2 separate regions of the Rattus norvegicus genome follow, and region 2 is linked to region 1. Evidence: chromatin contacts called from public Hi-C data. All regions are on one chromosome and are shown on one strand. The core of a region is the stretch at or near the end of the contact, and the rest is flanking DNA. Distances in the headings are between cores, read along the strand shown. Region 1 has its middle 1.1 Mb from the start of Flrt2. Region 2 holds the start of Flrt2 (fibronectin leucine rich transmembrane protein 2).

What was found. A called contact is a pair of places that touch in the nucleus more often than the background predicts.
Region 2: a Hi-C map of the A7r5 cell line shows a contact between it and region 1, with 2.9 times the contacts expected there. The contact joins the promoter of Flrt2 here to the enhancer-like site in region 1. A contact is called at or near these places in 3 of 12 Hi-C or Micro-C datasets (the A7r5 cell line, kidney and psoas muscle).

The regions. Positions count from the first base shown.
Region 1 is chr6:119,387,008-119,391,858 of GRCr8, forward strand. No RefSeq gene overlaps it. Among named protein-coding and RNA genes, the nearest start is that of Flrt2, 1.1 Mb to the right of the region's middle. Within about 2 kb of position 2,469, at least 5 of the 93 cell types and tissues checked have an H3K27ac peak or open chromatin away from gene starts, as enhancers often do. A contact at or near this core is called in the A7r5 cell line, where this site is marked.
Region 2 is chr6:120,506,507-120,511,357 of GRCr8, forward strand. It overlaps Flrt2 (fibronectin leucine rich transmembrane protein 2), which reads left to right and starts at 2,817. Exons shown (of 2, transcript NM_001106750.1): 1 at 2,817-3,188. LOC108351288 (a long non-coding RNA gene) reads right to left here and starts at 1,465. Exons shown (of 3, transcript XR_001838530.3): 1 at 1,331-1,465; 2 at 395-608.

The DNA.
Region 1 (4,851 bases), core at 1,219-3,718:
ACATGTCTGATTGTTGTGATGTCGCTTCTGTCTGTCCATGGGTTTGCCTGATTGCCAACACTATGTAGTGCAATGTGGTGGTCTGAATGAGAATTGTCCCATATGTTCATGAATTCGGATACTTGGTGATCAGTTTGTAAAAATGTTTGAGAAGATCCAGGATAAGAGGCCTTGATGAAGGAAGTGTATCACAGGCTTTGAGGGTGCAAAATGTGTGTGATGCCCAGTGTTCTGCCTTTGCCCTGTGATTGTGTATCAAAATGTAAGGTCTAGTTGTTCCTTCATTTTGCCATTTTGGACTCTAGCTCTCTGAAAGCATAAGCCAAATTAAACTTTCTATTTTATTAAAAATGTGAACAAGGGGTTGGGGATTTAGCTCAGTGGTAGAGCGCTTGCCTAGCAAACGCAAGGCTCTGGGTTCGGTCCCCAGCTCCGAAAAAAAGAAAAAGAAAAAAAAATGTGAACAAACTATAGTGTTTTCTGTATAGTATTGTAGTCTTTCTTTCTGTGATGAATAGTGCACTATGAGATATACATCTGATAACAAAAGGCAGGCATACATAGGTAAACATTTTCAGTGAAAAATATTAAAACCTTGCTGTATTCAATTACAGACTTTTAAATTCAGACTATAAGCAGCATTTGTATATTTACCTTCAACTAAAATTCAGATTTACAAAAGTAAAAATAAACTGTATCATACAGAGCAAAGTATATACCTCTTTTGGTTTTCTTGGAAAAGTTAAAGTATCAAGCTTATAAAAGACTTGATTGGGAGGCCATTTTGAAGTGTATTTTATGGTTATTTTTTAGATCATATTTAAATTAATTCAACACTAACACAATGAGGCTTAAAATTGAGCTGTGTAAAGGTGTCTCTTTTATCACAGGTTGCTTGTCAACAGAAGACTCTAAATTGTGATCACTGATAAAAGTACTAGATTAAAAGAAATGTGAGCACGCTCAAACATCAGTTAGCATAAATGCTATTCAAAAGCCAACACTAGTAGGAAGAAAAAGATAGCGTGTTCGATAGAGTCCAGGAAAAGAATTCAGGAAATGTAAAAATGCAACCATGGAAGACGCTTGCAACATGTATGAGAAACATGGCGTTGTGACCAGCAATATAAAAATTTTAGGCGAGGGACAAGATGCTTTCTTGGGGGTCGAATTAATCTAACTCCAACAAAAGTACTAAGATGTCAGTAACTAGATAGCTTATTAAAGAGCATAAGTTTATTTGAATTATATTTTATGAGGCTGAATTCCTACACAGAATGTTCCCAGATCTGGTGAGATTCAGAATTGCTTGGTTCTCTCCATGTCATATTGCCCTGTGCTGAGGGATGAGAAGAAACCATGCAAGAGGCTGGAAACACTTCAGTGGACACGAAACCAAAGACATATTGAGAGGCCAGGCTCCCATCATGGCATAACTCTATACTACACATACAAAGGTTTTATGATAACAAAATAAGTAAACATCAATGAAATCAGAGGGTCTCATCAGAGTATGATTCATGAGTATCCTGCTGTCCAGACCCTCAATAAGTTAAAACATTTGCCCAAGTTCTTACCTCTCAAAATAATACCATTCTCCTCTGTGCTCTTTTCAGGAGCAGGTGTACAACGCATGAATTCAATGGAGCCCACTACAGTCAAAGCTCGTCAAGGTCCTAATGTTATGTGTCCGTGTGTGGGGTGCTGATCATACTAAAAATGGGGGGACTTTCTTACTTCAGAGTAGAAAGAGTGAAAACCTGACAAAATGAACTTTTACAGGAATTCAGCTTAATGCTGTCCTGGTATAATCCTCGGAGTATTTAAATGAAAGATGGACGAAACCACTCATTAAAAACTATTACTTTCCGTTGAGGTTCTAAAAACCACATGCAAGTTTACCTCATTTTAGAATTTAGAATCAGCCTCCTCAGTTAGCATTGAAATCTGTCAGGTTTTGTTCTGCTGTAAATTTCTGTAATAAATGCAATTTCACAATTATTTCTTGGAATTATTTAGTAGAAATACTAAGTTCCTTAACCTTTAAGAAGGCAAATTCCACAACTGTGAACCCAGACCTCAAATATTCTGCATGATAATCCACGTGTGTGTTGGTGTGTACATTCTCATTTCAGGCTCATGAGTTCTGACACATGCATTCCTTCTAAGCAAGTATTGAGCGCATATATTCAAACTCAATGGGTGACTCATACATAGCATTACCTTCTATCTGACACAACAACTAATCCTGAAGTGATGCGATAGGAGCATGTCTCCCAATAGTTCACAGGTCACAGGCCTGGTTTCCATTCTTTGGCACTGTCACAAGGTGCTGACACTTATAAAAAGTGGAGCTAAGTAGGAGGCTTAATGGTCATTATGGATGTGTCTATGAAGGTGGTCCTGGGACACTGACTTCTTCCTGTTTTTCACTGTTGACCAGCTGCTCTGAGTTGAAACACTCCTTCACATTCCTTAGATATGAGTAGTACATCACACATGCCTAAAATTAGAGAGCTGACTGAAGACGGGCTCCAAAGCTGGGATTCAAAAATGAAACTTTCTTCCTGATAAGTTAGTCGATTTAGTAATACTTTTTATAGTTTCAGAAAACTGAGTAAGACAATATGAGAAGATGTCAATATGTAAAGTGAATTGCTTCTGGCATATGGGCACAGGGCAAGAACGCCTATGCTAGGATGATCACACTTAGGAAACTCAGTTCTTGATCCTTGCTGGCGTCCTGTAGGATGCATTAACTATTCTGATAACTCTACAAACAATACAACTAGAATTAGCAATGGGAAAAACACAGCCATAAGCATAAGTGATAATCTCCCTTTCCCTTCCAGTATTTTGTTGAACATTAGCTTGGTGATACTTTCCCACCAATCTTTGGCTGGGGCACATACCAATTCAAGTATAGCTAATGGGAAATCTGTGTCTTTTAGTTCATGCATGAATTCCCGGATCGCTACTTGCAAATAGTTTGTTCATATGGCTTTGGGGACACAGGCTAAGTAGATGGAAAATATTAGCTCAATTTCATCCAACGTCAATAGTTTTTACAAGTGTTTGGAAATAGCTGTACATCATGAACTGCTCTGCCTTGTATGTGTGTGTATAGCATAGAAATTAGGAGCTGACGAGATGTCTCAGTAGGTAACATATTGGTCATGTATGCATGTCCCAAGCTGAGCACCCAGGCACACATCTGTAACTGCAGCAGTGTATTGTAGAACTCATGGATGCCATATCTTAGCCAAATCGATATGCTCCAGGTTAAGATAGAGACACTGTCTTTTAAAGTAAGATAAAGTCAGTGAAGGTGTATATTTGATGCCAAATTCTGCGTTAGCGTGTCATGCACATGGGAACACAGCCACATCAATACACACACACACACACACACACACACACACACACACACACACAAATATGCAAGTATACACAATTTAAAAAAAACATTAACTTGAGATCATTAATGCTTAAACATCTAACATTTTCTTCATTGTCCTAAGTTTCTAGGGAAATCATGAGCTATTCTTAAAGTCAGGAACCTATCTTCTCAGTTTAGGTCTTCAGGCAGAGTAATGAACAATGGGGCATTCCGCCTGATGTTCTGCCAACTGGAGTAATATTTATCCTCATTGTCTTGCAGAAGCAATTTTAAGGAGCAAGGAAATTCTTCAGGAGCCACCTGAAGTAAGTGCTCAGATATCCCATAATACAAGTCCTGTAGCAGACACACTTGGCTCATTCCTTGCCAGTTGTTAGAGGAAGTCCCTGCTGGTGTAGGTGGGTGCTAGGAGGCAGCAGCAGGGTAGTTGGCTTGGAAACATACCAGATGCAAGACAACTTCTCTTGACCTCTGCTTCTCAGGCTTCTCAAGGACTGCTACAGGAAAAGGCCTAGGCAGGATTTCACTACCAAAGGCACAGACAGTGTTTTTATTGCCCAGCTCTCAGGAATGCTTTATTCATTTGATTCTCTTTTTGCCTTTGTGATTACCTGTGGAAAATATCACATTATTCTCTTATTGTTTTTAACCATAAAAATTAGCAGAGGTGTGGAATTTAAATATATTTTCATAATCATTTTTAAATTCAACCATGTAAGCACCCTATCAAGAAAAACATTCAATTATACATAAAGGATGAAAGCCAGTGGGCTATCTGGGGGTGATATTAAGGGACTGATGACATAGTCCATTGTGTAAGAGTGCATCCTGTACTAACAGTACATGATCCCAGCACATGTATACAAATTCCAGGCATGGCTCGATGTGGCTGTAACCCAGGTGCTATGAGAAAATGGATACTGATAATTTCATGAGGTTTGCTGATCATCAGACCCACTGCAAGCCCATGAGAGAATGCATCTCAAAGGAATAATGGGGAGAGTAATTGAGGATGATATTCAATGCCCTCCTCTGGCTTCCACAAATACATGTGCTTACTTAAAAGTATGTGTGTACCACACACAACCACACACATACATGCATACCATATATGTGTCAGAAATTTAGAAATAAATCTTCATTGCACAGTATAACAAAATTTATATGGTAACTCATACATTATTATAAATATAGACATTTACATTCCACAGTTAAAAGTAATGACAGTAAACAGTCAATTACCTTGTATTATGTCATTTATTTGTTTGTTTGTTTTTTTTTAATTCAGCAACCATGCCTCTTTAGTATAATCCATCACACAGGGTTATGATTTGGAAATGTAGCATTCTCTCTTCTCAGCATGGATTAGCTGTTTTCACAACTAACTGAAGACAAGGTTGTCCACATCATCAGAACTACTGTTCACTCCTTCTAGTCAGTTCACTTTGACT
Region 2 (4,851 bases), core at 1,567-4,066, 1.1 Mb after region 1:
TGAAGGCCTGCACAATAGGAAAGAATTAGTGCCTGGCATTGTAAACCTTGAGATGCCGGAGAAGTCATAACCCAGAAAGAAGAACCTAGTCCTTCCATTTTCCAAAGCTTCTATACTTCTTAATCATATCATAAATACTAACCTTTAAATCTATAGGTAACTGTAGCTCTTACCCTCCATCAAAGAAGCTTCTTTTGCAACAGAGGAAGACTGTTACAGAGATCCGCCCCTTGTCAAAAATGCAGAGAATAAAGGATTGCAGGTGTCCAGTCACCACTGAAACATCTGCACTGCGACCTCTACACCCAAAAGGCCCAAAGGACATTATGGAAAAGGAGCCAGAAAAGTTGTAAGATCAAGAATCTCAGGATGTCTGATGTTGAATAGTACCTACCCCGTGAGCATAGCAGGAGAAATTTGCCCATGAAATCTCATGATGTGATTGCCTGGGCAAGGTCTGTGAAATAGCAATTCCAGTTGACATGTCAACAGCAGAAATTCCACATAGTCCCACACTTCCAGGTAGAATTACAAGTGGTCATTGAATGGCAGATGAGAGGAGAATCAGTCTTTCCCAAGGACCAGGTTCCTCAATAGGATGTTCAATCCTAGGTAGATAACCAAGTAATGGTGAATGGACTGATTAGTCTCTCTCTCTCTCTCTCTCTCTCTCTCTCTCTCTCTCTCTCTCTCTCTCTCTGTGTGTGTGTGTGTGTGTGTGTGTGTGTGTGTGTGTACATTGATGCAGAATTATTTGAGAATTTGAGATGTTAGAAGCAAAGTCATTAGTCTGAGATGGTAACAATATTTCAGTTGCAATAAAACATCCATTAAGAACTAAAGATTATTAGTGGTCCAGCAGCTTTTTTCCATTTCTCTTCTTCCCACTCTAAGACTATCACTAACATCCTACTGTATTCATGATTGTTTCTCAATACCGTGTAAACATTGCAGCCATAACAGATGGCCAATGTGTAAAATCACTAGACTTTGGAACCCCTCCGACCGCATCTACTTGTCTGACCTCACCCCCATGCATTTCCAAAGTTGACTCTAATCATCAGACTTAGGACTTTTCAGGTTGCTTCTCTTCCTACGTCTCCAGGTTATAAAAATCATGATCATAATGATCATACCCATGGCTTTTTAGAAAAGAGAGCATGAACATTGTACTATTTTCATTGTAATTTTGAATCACCATTACTGGAAAATGAAACTTTATTAACAACCGCCCCTCTTCCCTTTCTGGATTGATTCTGTTCCCACCAACATAAATCCCAAAGTAAAGCCCCTTTAGGGTTCCTTCTTGTCAGTTAACCGATATATGTACCTGAGGATGAACTTAAGAAACTGTCCTCCCAGAAGAAGGATGCGGAGGAAGATTCGTTCTGCCGACACGTATGCCTACTATTTAAAGGACGGTGGGAATGCATTCGTCCTAAAGTGTGATCTTTGCTGATTCAAGAACTAACGGATCTATTCCTGTACTCTGCTGCCGCCTTGGCAAATCAGAAGGATTTACAACGGAATTCTTCAAGCTGGAGTCTGAAGCCGCTCCGGAGGCCTCTCAGACTTGCTGGGCTCAGATGGGCGTTTGAAGTGGCTGTGATTCCCATCAGGATGGGTATGTTGGGTCCGGAGGAGGGCATCGATTCATGGCGCTTTGCTCTCTCTTTAAAAGTAATCCCTGTCAGCAATGCCTACCTGTAACTCTCAGAGCTCTCCAACCGTTTCCAACTTCTTTAGTGCTGAAGAGAGCCCGAGAGAAGCGGTTGTGGGTTTTCGCTCAGATCACAGTCTTGGCTCATTTGACAGAGAAAGCTGCAGCAGAGCAGAACTGTGTTCTTAGGCTTGTGTTTCTTTTCGGGGGTCAATGAGGTGGTTCTCTGCTTATTCAGTTAACTTTCTGGAAGTTCTGAATGTCTGGGCAAAGCTGTCCACTAAACCCAAGCACGAGTTTATTATATAATTAACCTGTTTCAAGGGAGCTGAGGAAACACTGTTGGTTAAATCGCCCTAAAAACTGTCCTGCTGTCTTAAGCCCCGCCCCCTTTATTTTCCCCCTGTTTTTAATTTTTCGCATTTTTAATTCTTGTTTTTTCCTCCTCCTATTTATTCCATACAAGCCACTGTCTTTATGCTCATCTCCCCAGCCACGAATCAACTTCGTTCCTTTTTCTTTTCCACCGGGTCTTCAGGTGGTCTTTCTGACTTGACTGATGTCATTTAGTTGACAAGGGCTTCTGATGGGTAGGTGGGAGGCAGCTGTCCCTGCAGTTCATTTAAATTTGCCAGGAGTGGGTGGGTACCCTTCTCCATTCCTCTCCCACTGCACTCGAAATTCTGTTAAGAGTTAGAGCTAGAGCAGAGATTTGTAAGTCTTCAAAGCGCAGCTGGGAAAGGAAATTATCTGAGAGGCGGGGGACACAGAAGTAAAGGGGTAAAACCCAGCTTTGCTGGCAACTCCAATAAATCCGGTAAGTGGAGGTAAAAAAGAAAATAGGTTGTGAGGGCTGGGTCTGGTCCGGATGAAACGCTAGGTTCCTTCCCATCCCTGAGTCTGGCTCGGAAAGCGCGCCACTGGCATCTTGCCACCCCAAGTGCCCCTAGACAGCCACACGCCCACTGGAACTGCACGTGAACAAAGCTTTCCGTCCCGAGAGCCATCGACTGCGGCTTCTCAGCGCAATCTAGATTCTCTCCGGAGTGTAGGGTGAACACAGGGTTAAGCTAGTTCCCTCCTTGATGGGAGGGAAAGGAGTAGGAGGTGAAGGAAGCTTTCGGTCTTGCCCGGTACCTTGGCAGTTAGTTGTACATTTGAAAGCAGTCGCCATCACTTGTGAGTTTGGCGTCATCCATTGTCACCACCAAGGAATGTGCGCTGGGAGATAACACCGAGTGCAGGGCTTCTCAAACACGCGGAGCTCCTCTGCTTCCAGGTGCGCTCCTAGCTGGTCCTTGGCGCCGAATTTCCGGCACCCGGAGGCAGCACCGCAGAACCGGTCACCGAGTCCTCCGAGCCTCAGGATCAAGCTGGTAGTTCTCAACGATGGGCAGGAGGGACCTCAGCGGCGACCCCTAAAACAATACCATGCCCGGAGAGTCCCTCTGCTGCCGCACCAGCTTCTTCCCTTTCCACCTCCCCGACCCGGTCGGCTTCGGATGAGCTAAGGAGACAAGGCTACCAGGTAAAGGGATGGCAAAGCCAGGTGAAGTGTCTAGTGACTGCCCTAGCAGTCACCACGTTATTTGGATCCCCCGCCCCCCATTTTGAGCAAGTGGTGGGTGGTCACCGGGTGGGCGTTCTAGGTTTGGTCTCTTTAGCTGCAAAGAAAATGTTTTTCTCTACCCTGATTTTGGGGTTGGGGGTGGGGGGCTTTTATATTCAAGTCTATTCCAAATCCTCTTGGGAGTTTTGGAACTGAGTTGAGGGGAAAATCGCTCATTTGCTACCTGCCAAAAACATCGATCCTAAATGGAGTTTTCCAAATCCCCTACGCTTAGAACAGCCTTTCATTTCCTTAGAATGCTTCTCTTAAGTCCGGTAAGTAGCAACCTCCCAAACCCATCTGTGCTGAATGCAAGAAGTGATGTGTCAAGCCTCAGTATCTCAAGCCCCTACCCTGCCCCGTGCCCCGAAATCCAGGATCAATTAGTCACTAAGCTAAGGATACTAGTTCGTTTTCTTTCCAATCGCGCGTGCTTTTTTCAAGCCAAAGACCTTTCCTGCCCTGCTGTTGCCCCTGGGACTGGCAGTTCCTGAGCTGGTGTAATCGTGCTTTCCTGACTCACCAGCCAGGGATGAAGAAGTCCCCAGGACCCGGGGAAGCCACTTTCCCCGCGCCGGGTTTCTGGGATAGGAGGATGGGTCCTTCTACGCCTCAGGCGCTGAATGCAGATACCCAGGGTAGTAAGGGGAAAGGACCTACCCTGCTGCCTTAGAGTCTCCAGCAGACTCTGGGCCTCCTGGAAAGAGTCTCCCTCTGAGCTAAACAGTCCAGGGCTCTTCCCGGAGTTTTCAGAGCTGCTGCGGTCACTTTTTTTTTTTTTTTTTTTTCATCTCCAGGATCAAGAAGCCCAGCTAGCTAAGTCTGTCTTGGAAGGGCTGGTCCCACACTTGCTATTTGGATAAATCATGTGGCCTGCCAGGCTGCGTGAGAGAGTCGGGGCAGTAGCTCCTGAAGGCTACCGCCACCGCCACTCTTATCTTGGCACTTACTTCAGACGCTCCCAAGATGACTCTCACTATCTGTTCTCAGATTAGAGTCTACGTTGGAGTCTCTTTCTCTCCGGGCTATTTGTCAGTTACACTTTGAGTTTGGAGAGAAGACAGACAAGGATGTGCCTATGTGTTTTCTAGCCTCCTTTGTATATATAAAGCACGGGGAGGGTGGCAAGCTCTCTTGAACCCCAGCGGTGTGTGCCAATGTGAGTGAATGCAGGAGTCGCGGCGGGTTTGGGTGGATCCCTGTGTGGCTTGGGAGACATCGGGCATTTCTCCAAGTAGCCTCACCAGGGTTTAAGAGCTCAGATACATGAAGGTAGCAGACACAACAGCCAGCCCTGCAAGGAAATAAAAACAATTGGGGAAGTGCTGCCAAGTGACTCAGACTTTGAACTGAGGACAAGGAGTGCGGTCGCGCCGGGGGTTCGTCCGGAAATCACCTCCAGCGCGTTACAGCCAACGCCCCTGCCAAAGTCCTCAGCCGGGCGAGCTGAGAAGATCCCTTGGGAGTTGATCCAGGCCCGCTTTCAAGTTGCAAATCGCTTTTCCGGGGGCCCATACCCACTGTGTGCCTCCATGAAGACTAAAGCTCTGTGACGGCTTGTTTTCGCTTTTCTGTTAGTATT